Regions from separate parts of the Xenopus tropicalis genome. Here region 2 is linked to region 1. The links are chromatin contacts, called in public Hi-C maps. All regions are on one chromosome and are shown on one strand. The core of a region is the stretch at or near the end of the contact, and the rest is flanking DNA. Distances in the headings are between cores, read along the strand shown.

Region 1 (6,847 bases), core at 2,371-4,870:
AACTGGTTTGCATGCAATGGAAAGTTATTTTCGTTAGCTTTGTTGCCAACTGGGGAGCCCAAAGTGACAAAGTGCCATACAATCTACCCCAAGGTTCTATCCGCAATTGATGAAAAAGTCAAAGTAGATAAATACTACAGGAAAGAGGAAGAAGTATGAGAGAGGAGGTTTAGGGTTAACAGCTAATAGTTGACTTGTAATCTAGAGAACGCATCATACTGTAAATGAGAAGAAACTTTTAATCTGGTGCAGGGAATGAGCTGATTACCACTTTGTGCCACAAATAAAAACTGGATTGCAAAACCAGTGCTGTCCAACTTCTGTGGTACCATGGGCCGGAATTTTTCCGGCCTACGTGGTTGGTGGAGGGCCAATAATGGAAGCCAGTTTTGACCCCTCCCCTTTTTGAAACCACACCCACTTGAAACCATACCCATGTTATCACATGACCATACCCATATTAATGGTTGTAGAACAGCAAAAACCAGCCATACTCTGCCTTCCCTACCCTGCCTGTGTGTGCCATACTCTGCCTTCCCTACCCTGTCTGCGTGTGCCATACTTTGACTGTGTGTGCCATTCTTGGCTGGTTTGTGCCATACTTGGCCTGTGTGTACCATACTCTGCCTGCCCTACCCTGCCTGTGTGTGCCATACTCTGCCTGCCCTATGCTGCATGTGTGTGCCATACTCTGCCTGCCCTATGCTGCATGTGTGTGCCATACTCTGCCTGCCCTATGCTGCCTGTGTGTGCCATACTCTGCCTGCCCTACCCTGCCTGTGTGTGCCATACTCTGTGTGTATGGCACGCACAGGCAGCATACAGTGACACAATGCTGGCACTGCTCCTACAGTCTGCAAAATAACTATATATTAAAAAACTTTTTAATTGCAGTACCACCTCAGTATATGTTCTTTTTGTAGTGGGCAGGGATTATTTGTGGGTTACTACTGCTCCTACAGTCTGAGGTATGAACAGAGGAACAATGTGGGTGCTTACAGTCTGAGCCAGGGGTGTGAACACTGCAGGGGGTGAACAATGCAGAGATTAAAAGGTGTGAACAACACAGGGGATTACATTTTTAAACAATACAGAGGGTTTACAGCCTGAATCTGAGGTGTGAACCATGCAGGGGGCCAGTTAATCACAGTACTGATACCATTTAAATCTTACACAAGAGTAAGCCATCAAAGCAGCCAGACAGGTGGGGGGGGGGGCACACAGAGGGGGGTCGCGGGCCGGGCCACCAGTTGGACAGCACTGCCAAAACAATAATAGATACCTGTAGACAGCATTGAGAAATCTCAGATTAATGGAGCTGAGTACCATTCTGTTTGGACCCAGAGTATACCGGTAGATAGTAGAGGCTCCTGGCCACTGTAAAGTGTTTGTTTTTTTTTTTAACATACTTTCACTTTACAAGTGAAAACAATTCCTGTAGAACAAAAAATAAAAAAAGACTAACTGCAATTTGTTTTAGACTACTGCTGTCTATATCATACCCTAAGTAAACTACCATTCACATTAACAAGTGGATGAAAATGTAATGCTGGAAGAGGCACAGTACAGATGTCACACAATTTCTAGTTATAATGCCATGCAGAAGAATTGATCACAGACTGACACCCCAACAAGGCAACTCTATTATTTAGTACCTTCAATCTATACACTACTACATTTGTGGATTACACCATGGCTACTAACCCTTTAGTAGAGCTTGAAATTGCTTTACTAAATAGCCCTGTCTATCTCTTACTGCTAGATTGTAGAATCAAGCTTTGCACTACCTAGACCTCTTTTCAACTTCCACTGATGTACTTTGTTACCCAGAGAATCTGACATTACTGTACTAATGAGAATCTCCCCACCATCCACATTGCATGCCTACACCCGGATGGGGTTATGCATACTCCAACCCATGCTTAAGGGCAATGACAGGTGTGGTGCTCTGTCACCCACATAAAAGTGCCTCTCCTTCAGGGTGAAAAAGCACTCACCCAAAAATGCCCTTTGATCTGGAAGAGTGGAAATTGCTGCATCTAAAACACTTTACATACTGAAGTAGGATTTTCACCAGGCCAGTATTTCACCAGCCTAGCTAGTAGAACACCAGTCAGGACCTGGGTGGGTATTACAAAGTTACAAGTTATTCTTCCTCTGGTCTACTTCTGATCCGCCCTGCTTCTGCTTACCTGCCCTCCCACTTTCCTTCCTATCACCTCTTTAAGCTTGCCTTCTCATTCATTTTCAGTCAGCACCAGCTAGCATGGCATAGCCCTGACCCAAAACCAAGCCCCTAATTGGCCCATAACCCTACCTCATGACATCAGTGATCAGCCCCCTCTTAGAGCACTGGCACACGGGGAGATTAGTTGCCCTCGATAAATCTTCACTATTGCAGGGCAACTAATCCCCGCAATATGCCATCCCACCAGCAAGAATGTAAACTGCTGGAGCGATGGCATACGCGTTGCTTCAGTTTGTTTTGCAAGGACACTGTGGGAGACTGAAGCAATGTGTATACCACCCCACAGTTGATTTACATTCTTGCTGGTGGGATGGCATGCAGGGGAGATTAGTCACCCACAATAGTGAAGATTTATCGTCTGGTAACAAACCTTGAACCCAGAATAAGCCTCCCACAGCCCAATACACAAGAGGCAGAGGTGGAAATCTGAGGTTCTGTCTATATTGCGGATCTGTGGTTAATACTGATAAAATACTGTAAAAAGCTTCTAATAAATACTCGTGGAGCTTTCAATTTTAAAATTACCTACAGATAGGTAATTCAGCATTTCCTGGGGAAGGCTGCATGGTCATAGCTGGGATTACCCTAAAGCCTCTGCCCTATCCAGACAGAATCCCGTTAGACCTATCTTGGCCTGTGAATGATAAATAATAGGGCTGCAAGTGGCAGATGGCAGGCAGTTGCTCAGTGCCCTTGCTTATCAGCTGCTCAGGGTGGCTCTGCGAGGAAAGCAGATTGCTGGCTTGTTATCTCCCCTCTCTCCTGGAATACTAAAGAATCCTGCATTCCCTTCCAGTGATTACACTGAGGGACTGTTACTGCTTTCCTCTATCTGAGCAGCTCACACAAACAGCCTGCCTTTCCTGACTGCTAATCCTCTGCAGGGGGAAGGAGTGCTTCGGATGCCATAGCAGCTTAATCAGCACCTGTGCCCTGCCACACACATCAGGGCACATCCATCTGGCCCCATCTTACCCTGTGCCTTATGAAGGTTCTGTAAGGCAGCTGAGGACAATCCTTTATATGTTTTGTCTTCTAAATATGCAATACATTCTATACATATACTAATGTTCCCTCTTGTAGAATCTGTACACTGGTTTGAACCACTGTCTGATCAACGGCAGGTGCATGTTACAGACGGGATTGCAGGCAGGGTGATCAGTGATTACCAACCCATTCCCTAACCCCCACCACACACACACAAACACACACATACACATGTGCATTCATGCATGCTATTCTAGTTCTGTGCCACAGAAGAAGTGTCACACAGTTCATTCAAATGGTTAAAAAACCTGCTGACCTCTCAGCTAGGGGCTTCATACAAAGGATCAAAAACAGACTTTAAAGGTCTTGAAGGGCAAAGGGCAATAAATAAAGGGGAGAGCCCAAACCACAAGCAGTCAGGAGGTCAGGCCTTCAGGGGCTCTTGTTCTAACAACCCTTCAGTTGCCAAGTAACATTAATTGGGTTAAAGGCAGAGTGCTGAAAGGCCACACAGTTATCTGATTTAAAACAGCAGCTATCAAGGAAACATTAGTAATTTTAATTATCACTGATTAGATATCTTCCTGCGCCCTCTCTCCATAGGAAGAAACACTCCCTGAGAGTATACGCCCATCCCACTAAGAATACATTGAGGTTAAGGATTTAAATTAGCTTGTTATATTGTGATTATCAGAAATTACAAACACCCAGTCAAGTTACACATCATGTGCCATTTACGGTTTACAGTGTTTGCTTTTCAAATGTAGGTCCAAAGCCACAGTCTTATTCTCTTTGTGATAATGCAATATTTTAAACAGCAGTTAACACCAGAGTTGCCAACAAGAGGCTAGTGACACATGGGCTTGAGTCTCGGCCTGCAGATAAATGCAGGCCAAGAATGAGACCCTACACTGGCATCAGCCTTTCTTTGCACCTGAAGGATTGGGTGTATGAAACGGATTTTGGCGCCAAAATGCATTCTTGTGTGTTTTGGTACCAAAGTCTGATATGTGTTCCTGTACCTGGCCCAACGCAATGCTTCTAGCACAGGGAAAGGCTGATGCCAGCACAGGGGCTAATTCTCAGCTTGAGTTTATCTGCAGACCAAGAATTATCCCCTTGTGGCATCAACCTAAGCTCCTGACCACTAACCAGGGTCGGATTGGGCACTGAGAAAAAATCAGGTGGGCCCCGGTGGCCCTGTCCCTGCAGGGTGCCTCCCCAAGCCACCAACGTGCTGAAGGCCGCAGTGGGGGCCCATTTGGGGGGGTACAGGGGCCCCTGAGGCAGTAGCCCCGGTAAGCCCTGCACCCACCAGCCCGACCCTGCCACTAACTGGCCCAAAAGTGCACCCAACACTGATGCAGACTTCCAGGCCCAATATTTTTAAAGAAGGCCAGAAATTTTTATTGCTCTCTACTGAGTATTTTTAACTATGCCCCCAGAAAGTATTGTGGTAGATTTACTACTCATTGCTCTTTGTATTGATAATAATACTAAAAATATTTTTATTATTAGAACAATACTGTTTGATCATTTATCCAAATAAAAAATAATGTACAATAGCAGCGAGTCACGACTTTACTCCCTTGGGCCTTACAGAAACCTAATTTTTGATTTCTAGTAGTTTCTAGTAGTTGCTCACTCTTTCCTCATTGTCACATTGTACAGTTACATATATCTCATGAGTGTCACTAGTTAACTTGCTCCAAACCTTGCAGGTTACCAGACCTGTGGAAAAGGGTATTTACATGTATCACCCTACAAAAACTTAGGGAAAAATCAGCACCAAAGGATGTTAATTTTTTTTTTTTTATTATTTGTTTCCTTTTAAGGCAGTGACACACAGGGAATTGTGCCCTATTGGTAATTTCAAGAAAGGAATCACAAAGCATGAACTGCAACAAATACAAAATTCACCATTGGCAGAAGAGAAGAACTGGTATATAATATATGCATTTTTTTTTAACTAAAAGATGATAAGTACATATGCCTTATTTGGTCCTTTTTAATGAATAAATCCTTAATGTGCAAATTAAGCGACTCAATTAAGTGACCAACATTTGGATGTCAAATGAAACTCCATGAAGTCTGGAAGAAACGCCCAAACTTTGTCTCTGTCTCTGACGGATTAACAGTGCTGAGTTAGAAACATATTTAATAAGGGAGTGGAAAAGCTGTGCCCCTGACCCCAGAAAGTCTAAAAAGAAACAGAAGGCGTCTTGTATCATCCACCAGGGTCAGAGGTTACTTGGGGGGGTTCCAGAATTCCTGTGAGTCAGACAGTCAGCTGGTGTCACACACTCATTCATTCTGTCACCTTTAGTCTCCCTCCTACTTTAACCCACCCCATGCAGTAACTCTGCTCAGCTACAGCAGTATCTGAAGAGCAGGCTGAAAATGGAGGAAGTAAAAACTAGGTCTTGTAAAATTCACCATGCTTAACAGGAATGAAAAAGTGTCTAAAAGAGAGACACACATTTTTCAAATAAAACTTTACGTTCACGTGATCTTTTGTAAAGCTATGCTCAATTCCAGCAGTATGGCTGCTACCAGGGAACATATGCAAGCCGCCAGAGAATAAAAGGCTTGTCTATTCCACTGGCCATTGACCTCGTAGCAAACAGAAGGTCAAATATGAGCAGGTTCACCTTTAATACCCCCAATGTTTTTCCAGGATGATTATTTATGCCTGTCAGTGTTCACGCTGTTAAATCATCAGAGCAACATGTGCCCTCTTCTGGATTCCAGCTGTATTGCAGCCATGTGTCTGGTTTGGAGAGCCTTAATATTATTAGTACTGTTATTAATTACATGTATGAAGTGCCAACATATTCCGAAGCAGTGTATAACAAAAGTGTGGGTACATTAAACATACAAATTATATACAAAAACTGATCAGTATAGGAGGAAAAAAATAGGACCTGCTCAGTGGATCTTATTATCTAAAGATTTTATAAAAAATTATTTAATCATATTCCAATCCTATGTAAATATATCTTTCAACATTAAATACATTTAAAACTACTTATATTTCTATTATATTATTTCTAAATATTTTTAGTGCTGCTAAGCTTACTTAACTGAAAAATAAAATACATTTCAGCTGGAAATCCATTTTTTAACCTTGGACACAGGGAGATAACCTGGAAGTACATATTACTGACCAATATTCCTGAAGCAACACAAACACAAATTAGCCCCTAGTTGCAATAGAACATGGAGTCTTCATGAATCAAGCTGGTACAGAATTGGCCCCGCCGTGGCCAATTAATGGGATATTGTGTACCTGGGGTATATGGCCAAATTGCATGGATCTGACCAACCGACTCACAGGCTCCATCACTATTGCACCCTGTTCTATTTACATGCTTGCCTATGGCCCCATTCATGTACTGATACGGGTTATCAGGCAGCAAGAATTTTTATTTCGGGCAATTGCTCTGGCACAAACAAACCTGTGTATCAGGCTTCAGGGGGCAGCATGTAATTATATATAATAATCAAAATTCATCACAAATAAGAGAAATGGATGGTATGGTTGTGGTATGCATAAGTATATTGCTTTTCTCTCCGGCAAGCAGCAGGTTAGAACCTGCTCCCTTCCCCCAA
Region 2 (6,847 bases), core at 2,551-5,050, 68 kb after region 1:
TTCCCTGTTACCTGTTACAGCACTAGTTCCTATCCCTAAGGCAACAGTGACATTTGACTGAAGGGGAAAAGTTTGATGGTGACCAATATGCCCTACATGAAACCAAGAGATCCTTAGAGATCCAGATTTAAAGGAGAAGGACAGGTATGATCACAAAGGGGTACCTGATACCCTGGGCTGGTGCTCATGTTTGCAGAAATCCACACTGGCCTGGGGTCTTTGCGTTCCTTGAAAGTGAAAAGCTAAACTTTAACAAAAAAGCTGTCTTTTTCACTGTACTGCGCACGCATCTGCCCCAGGATCATGAAGAAAGATGACACAGGAAGAGGATCGCTTGCGAGCAGGTCTCCTTTAAGTTGCTTCAATTTTCTTCAAGTTTCTTTTCTCTTGCAGACAGGTAAAGCCTGTTATACACATGCAATGCAAACTCATACACATTGTGATCTATACACCACTTCTCCTGTATTTGACCTAAGGGCCAAAATAGACACAGGCATATGTGGCCCCTGTTATTTAAAGGTGGCCATACACGCACCGATAATATCGTACAAAACCTCGTTTCGTACAATATTCGGTGCGTGTATGGTATGTCGGCGAGTCGACCGATATCGCAGGAAGCTGCTGATATCGGCCAACTCGCCGATTGGACCAGTTTGAAAATTTTGATCGGGCGCCATAGAAGGCGCCTGACCAAAATCTCCCTTCAGCGCTGAATCGGCAGAAGGAGGTAGAAATCCTATTGTTTCTACCTCCTTACCTGCCGATTCAGCCCTGAATGGTGTGTGGCGGATCTGACGATCGTCAGATCGCCACGTGTATGGCCAGCTTAAGGTTGATAATAAAATCTCAAACTAGACGTGACAGGTTTCCAATACAATCGGACAACATCTTCTCCTGGGAAGAGCGGACACATGTAGCACCCACTATGTACTAACCCATTGTACTAACATTTCTGTTCCCCTCAAAGCCTCCTGAGTCTGCAAAGCACAAGTATCAGAGAAATCCAAATGCATGAAAAATGAAAGCAAAAAAGGACAATAGGAGCAAACGTAAGTGAGAAGTATGTAATTCAAATGGGATGGAAAATGAAAGGGGGGTGTAAGAGAGGAAAGGAGGAAAGATACAAAGATAAAGAAGAAAAAAAATCGAGTCAAGGGCAGGGGAACACAAAAGAAAAATATAAAAAAAACTAGAAAAGCAGTCAAATGAGAGTGGTCTCTACACAGAAAAACAGATCTAGAAATAAACTGCATATGGAGAGGCAAAGAGTTAATGATAGAGAGGGAAGAATGTAGTGAATGCAAGGAGAGAAATGCCAGTAATGAGAAGGAGAGCTAATGGAGCAGCAGCAAAGAGGAAGACATTAAACTGGCACCTTAATAAGATGGAGAGAGTCGGCAACAGAGGTGTGAAGCTAGAGGCAGAGCACATACAGAGGTGAAGAGGAGCTAATTATACAGACGCAGAGAGATGAAAGGAAGCTAGATATACGCAGGCACAGAGATCACAGAAACAGCCAGTGTCTAATGAGGGGAAACGTGATAGAGTGGTAGATAAATGAGGGATAGCAACGCACACCTACAGAAGCAGGCCATAAAAGGAGCCAGGAAGGAAGGGGAAATCTGGAACAGCAATCAAAATTAGACAATGAGGGAAATAACATTCAATGAGGAGAACCCTGTATGTTTATTTTTGGCTTCACTAACTTAATCTCTATACAAGCCTATATCGTATCAGGGGGTTCCAGCAGCATATCAGGTGCAAGGGGTCAGGCCGCAATACACTGCGAAACAAAACTGTGAAGCTGCAAGACTGGTAAATCTGCAGTACAATGACATGATAAATTACCCCCAAATAACAGCTTTACTTGAACATTAATGTTGTGCCTTGTGAAACCAAAGTAATTTTGTTTAGTCTATATTGAAATGTGGCTTGACCAAATCACATTGAAATTGCATCCTAAATCTCTAGTGAGCATGAGGCCTGTAAGAGAACACAAGTGACATATCCCAGTTCACAGTTTATGCTGTTTATATCACTACAGCCTACAAGGACTTTAAAATAATAGTTCATTAATTAATTAAACATTTATGAAAAAGAAAAACTAATGTTGTTTCATTGAAATAATTAAAAATTGTAAAAAACAAATGCTGGAAACACTGTTAGAAATACTAAATGTGTATTTAGGAGGGGAAATGGGGCAAGGGCAGCAGGGCGCTGCTGCCACGAGTTGAAACTTGCCTCAGACGGCAGCACCCCCAAAGTTACCAGGGGGGGCGAAAAGCCGCTTCTGATAACTTTAAAAGTTGATGAGGCCCCCCCACTGGCGATGAGGCACCCCTGGCGCTGTAAAGGTAAGCGTAGGGGGCAGCATCGCAAAAGCCACCTCAGGCGGCTCAGGGGCCAGAAACACCCCTGGCGTGGGTTCTATGAAAGTTAAAGGGGTTGTTCACCAAATTAATATTTAGTATGTTGTAGAGAGTGCTATTCTGAGACAATATACAATTGATCTTCATTTTTTTATTATTTGTGGTTTTTAAATTATTTTGTTCACCAGCTCTCCAGTTTGGAATTTTAGCAGCTATAACCCTAGCAACGAGACAGTGGTTTAAATATGAAACTGGAATATGAATAGGAGAGGGTCTAAGATAAGATCAATAATAAAAATAAATAAAGCAATATTTTTTTGACTGACAGGGTCAGTGGCCCCAATTTGAAAGCTGAAGAGTGAAGAGGAAGGTAAATAATTAAAAAAAAACTATAAAAAATTAAGACTAATAAAAACTTGCTAAGAACTAGCCATTCTATAACATAATAAAAGTTAACTTAAAGGTGAACCACCCCTTTTAAAGTCAAGTCAGACTTTCTTGAAGTAAAGAGAGGTTGACTAATGATAGTCTATACAACAAAGAAAGGTATTGATTAATCTAGTATGGCAACTCAGGAACAGAAAGAATCTGTGATGCCCACACATTTGATTTGGAGACAGCTAATGTGTTTGTTGAGTTAATTACTGTAGGCAACAAATGGGCATCAGCTGGGAAAACCTGAAATAAGTCACTTTCCTTCAGAATGTAAATTAAACACTACATATGCCTTGCAGTTAGTACTTTAAATCTTCAGCCATGGAGCTGTTGTTAAGCTACAACTCCCACAAGCACCTGGGAGGGGGCATTTAGATGATAAAAGTTGTAAGCAAGAAACGGCTGCAGGGCCACAGCCTGAACATCCTTGCTCCAGTAGGAACAGTGGTCTCCCCTGCCCCAAATAACTGAAGTGTCCTGAAAGGTAACCTAAATCAAGCTTGGAAATGTGTTGCTGCAAGTGATATTGAGTCAGGGCACAATGACTGAAATTCCCAGGCTACAAAGACCAATAAACTTAGTGCCAAAATGAGGACTTACGTATCCTGTGGTGATATTTGCCAATGCATTTTCCACAGGTTTGATAGTGATATATCTCATAGATAAAAGTTTTAAGGCCCTTTTGCATTTTTCTAAATGCAGAGTAGAATACATTTTATAGATTCCCCCCCTTTTGTAAAATCCCTCCCACTTGTCCCATCCTTTCCATCAATGCTAGTACCCTGCATAAACTCACCCATGCAGTTTGTTTGCCATCCCCTGCTCTTCCCCTCCATGCTGAGACTGAAGTCCCTCTGCTTTGGGTGAGCCCAGGGGGTATTTTAGGGTGATTTAAGAGCAGATGAACTGATGTAGAAACTTAACATCCCTTATCCTAGCTGAGCCCACACAGACAGCTTGCAGTCTGTTAGCTTCACCTCCCCTCTCTCTCCTTGGGTCCCCCCCCTTCTTCCAAGACCGGATTCCGACTCTGAGCCACTTCCTGACCGCCTGTCTGCCTGGCGCTGCTCCTGACTCACAGCAACGGCTAATTTATTGACTGCAAATTAGGGCCGTTTTTTTCCTCTCGGCCAAAAGGAGGGAGGAGGGAGGGGGAGGATATGATATGATATAAAGCAGGCGGTCTGCTTATCTCACTGGGGTAGGGAATACTTCAGCATTGCCTGAGCCAAAGCTGTACCAGTCAGGCCATAAACTCGGCTTAAACCCTAATGTAGCTACATGGGAAATGTGGTGCCATGCATTAAACATTACATTATATCTCATGTAATGGCATTTCTTTACTTTCATTAACCTCTGGCTCTGAAGGTGTTGTGTATAAAGCTATTTGTTGTCCTGCTGTTGGTAGGTTATAACACCTTTTAATTTGTGATTCTAATAAAAAAAATAGATCCACTGACCCCTTCTGAGCTACTAATACATATTCTTCTATATTCTATAACAATGTGCTGTCAGGGTTAAACTATAAAATGTCACTTGTGTTGTCTAGACATTTTAGTGATATAAATTTCTTTCAAATAGTGCTTACCAAACATACAGTACTATCTGTCTTAGTTGAAGTTCAAGGTGCTGCAAGTCTTCCACAGCAGTTAGAGCTGTAACAAAGGCAGTTGCACATCAGCATAAAACACACAAAAACACCTGTTCCACTGAATCATCTATCAAAATCCAAGCTTTTACCAGTATGGCAGCAGATCACAGTTATCTATGATCATTGGAAAAAAGGTATCACTACTGTACTTCTCAGCCTCAAAGCCCTTTGATTAGAAGGAATTATGTGTAACCCCACATGTAAGCCCATGTAATTTGTTTGTCAATTAATTATTTGTACTGTACAGTGCTGAAGAGTATGCTGTTGCTTTATGAATAAGTGTAATGATTAGAATATGGTTCAAATTATTCAGTATAGTTTCACAATATCACACACAAAAATCACAGGAAAGGAACAAGGGTACATGGTATCAACCTTGGTAACCAATGGGGCCCGCGCCCATGGCCCGCGCCCATAGCCTCCCCCCCAGAGGGGCCCCCCTAACCCCCCTCGCAGGGCCCCCCACCCAACGTCCTTCCCCAAGCGGTCGGGCAGGGGGAGCGCCGCAAGGGTCGGGTCTGGGCCACCGGGATTTTTCCCGGTGTCCCGGTGGCCCAGTCCGACCCTGTTACCTTATGACAGAAGGACAGATGTACAGAACAACAGACACTTTTCATACCTGGACAATAAATGCCTTTATTGGAGCAAGTGGGACAGATTCCAGCAAGGTATAATAGATATAGCTATAATGTGCTGGGGATCATGCTTGTGCTTACAAATGCAGGCAAGCAGTATTACTTTCAGAGTCTCAGTGGGACACTCTGTCTCTAAAATGTCAGCACATTTCTTTTTTATCCCACAAGAGGTTACACATTACTGTAAAGCTGGGGTGAAATAAAGCAAACAAAAACCCTAGGAGGCAGAGAAGACAGAAGTCAATGTGTGCTGCTTTGGAAAGAAAATAGGTAAAGTGTTGAAGAATAGAGAAAGGAGGTATAAAGCTCATTATTCCTTGCCTAGCCCACACTAAAGGAGAATAATAAACTGCACAACAGACACAGCCCATTTTGGTGCCTCTATGGCACAAGTTGACAAAGATGGAGAGAAATTTAGATACCTACATTTGCTATGTAGGAAGAAAGATAGTACAAAAAAAATATTCAAATGTTTTGCTTCAAATACAAAGATCTAAAATCTTAATAATGAAGGTAATCCAGAAAATAAAGAAATTCTAGGAGAAACGTTGATATCCTATGCATATGCACCAATAGACATAGCATGGAAATGTTAATTTGCCAGAAAAGGAATCCCCAAATAGGCTGCTTATATACCATATTAAAATCCAAATAATAATGGCTAAATGCACGCTCCCACAAGATTGTGATACTAGCATACACACCTTATTAGTGGGATGCCTTGTGCACAGCAGCAATATCTAAAAGGAAGAGCAGCTGGAAGACAGCCAGGGAGAGCAACCTCCCTAGACTGCAAAGCAAGTTCACCTGCCCTAGGACTGGGAGGGTGTACAGCACCTGTTCTTGCCTCAGGGCTGAGCAAAGTCAACACTCTGCACAGATCTTCTGTCTCCAGTTTCTTGCTCCTGCCATTCCATTAACCTTGTTCATGCTGGGACACAGCAAAGCTTTCTGCTTCTTGAGCAAGAGAAATGACACAGATACTTCTTATGTGACTTCTAGTAAGCTGACAGACTTACAGGATATCAACGGATATCAAGTATTTAAAAAAATAAAATAAAAAAAAGTATATATGACAAAAAGTTCTAATTAGGAACTGAAACGTTGGACTGAATAAACCTCTATTTTCACTTAATGACCTTGTGTGGAAATTCCTGTGTGTGCCGTCACTCTCCATTATTATATATATATATATATATATATATATATATATATAAAGCAAGACAGGGTTTGTCCCTGAGGAAGAGCACAGTTGGTGCTCGAAACGTTGGATTTTTTTCATTAATAAAAAAAATTGTTTTGTCTTCTAACTAAGTCCCTGTGTGTGCGGTTCACTGTCTTGCTTTATACATGTTTTTTTTGCAAGCAGTTGATTATTATTAGGGTGTGCTCTGTCTTTTTCTGTATATATATATATATATATATATATATATATATATATATATATATATATATATATATATATATATATATATATATATATATATATACACATAGTGGAGAGCATAATCCCCAGACAGTTTATATGCTATTAAAAAAGGTTACAACATAAACATGCACAGACTTTTTTACTTTAATTATAGTGGTAACCGTGTGACCCGTAAAGAAAGGTCAGGGATCACCCAAACAATCTTTTACCATTTATCAAGTTACCTAGCTTCACTAATGTAATAATTAATGCACAGAGCGCCACCTACTTGCAGTCCCTTGGTCTACGCGTTCCACATCCAAGCTGTTTTCCTGGCAATGGACCAATG

Evidence for each region. A called contact is a pair of places that touch in the nucleus more often than the background predicts.
Region 2: a contact with region 1 is called in a Hi-C map of neurula embryo, with 1.9 times the contacts expected there. The contact joins two enhancer-like sites. A contact is called at or near these places in 3 of 5 Hi-C or Micro-C datasets (brain, neurula embryo and tailbud embryo).

What each region holds. Positions count from the first base shown.
Region 1 is chr4:65,008,616-65,015,462 of UCB_Xtro_10.0, forward strand. All of the region lies in intron 2 of gse1 (genetic suppressor element 1), which reads right to left. Among named protein-coding and RNA genes, the nearest start is that of gins2, 170 kb to the left of the region's middle. Within about 2 kb of position 3,621, at least 5 of the 11 cell types and tissues checked have an H3K27ac peak or open chromatin away from gene starts, as enhancers often do. A contact at or near this core is called in neurula embryo, where this site is marked.
Region 2 is chr4:65,076,116-65,082,962 of UCB_Xtro_10.0, forward strand. gse1 (genetic suppressor element 1) reads right to left here. Exons shown (of 17, transcript XM_018093523.2): 2 at 6,788-6,847. Among named protein-coding and RNA genes, the nearest start is that of gse1, 110 kb to the right of the region's middle. Within about 2 kb of position 3,801, at least 7 of the 11 cell types and tissues checked have an H3K27ac peak or open chromatin away from gene starts, as enhancers often do. A contact at or near this core is called in neurula embryo, where this site is marked.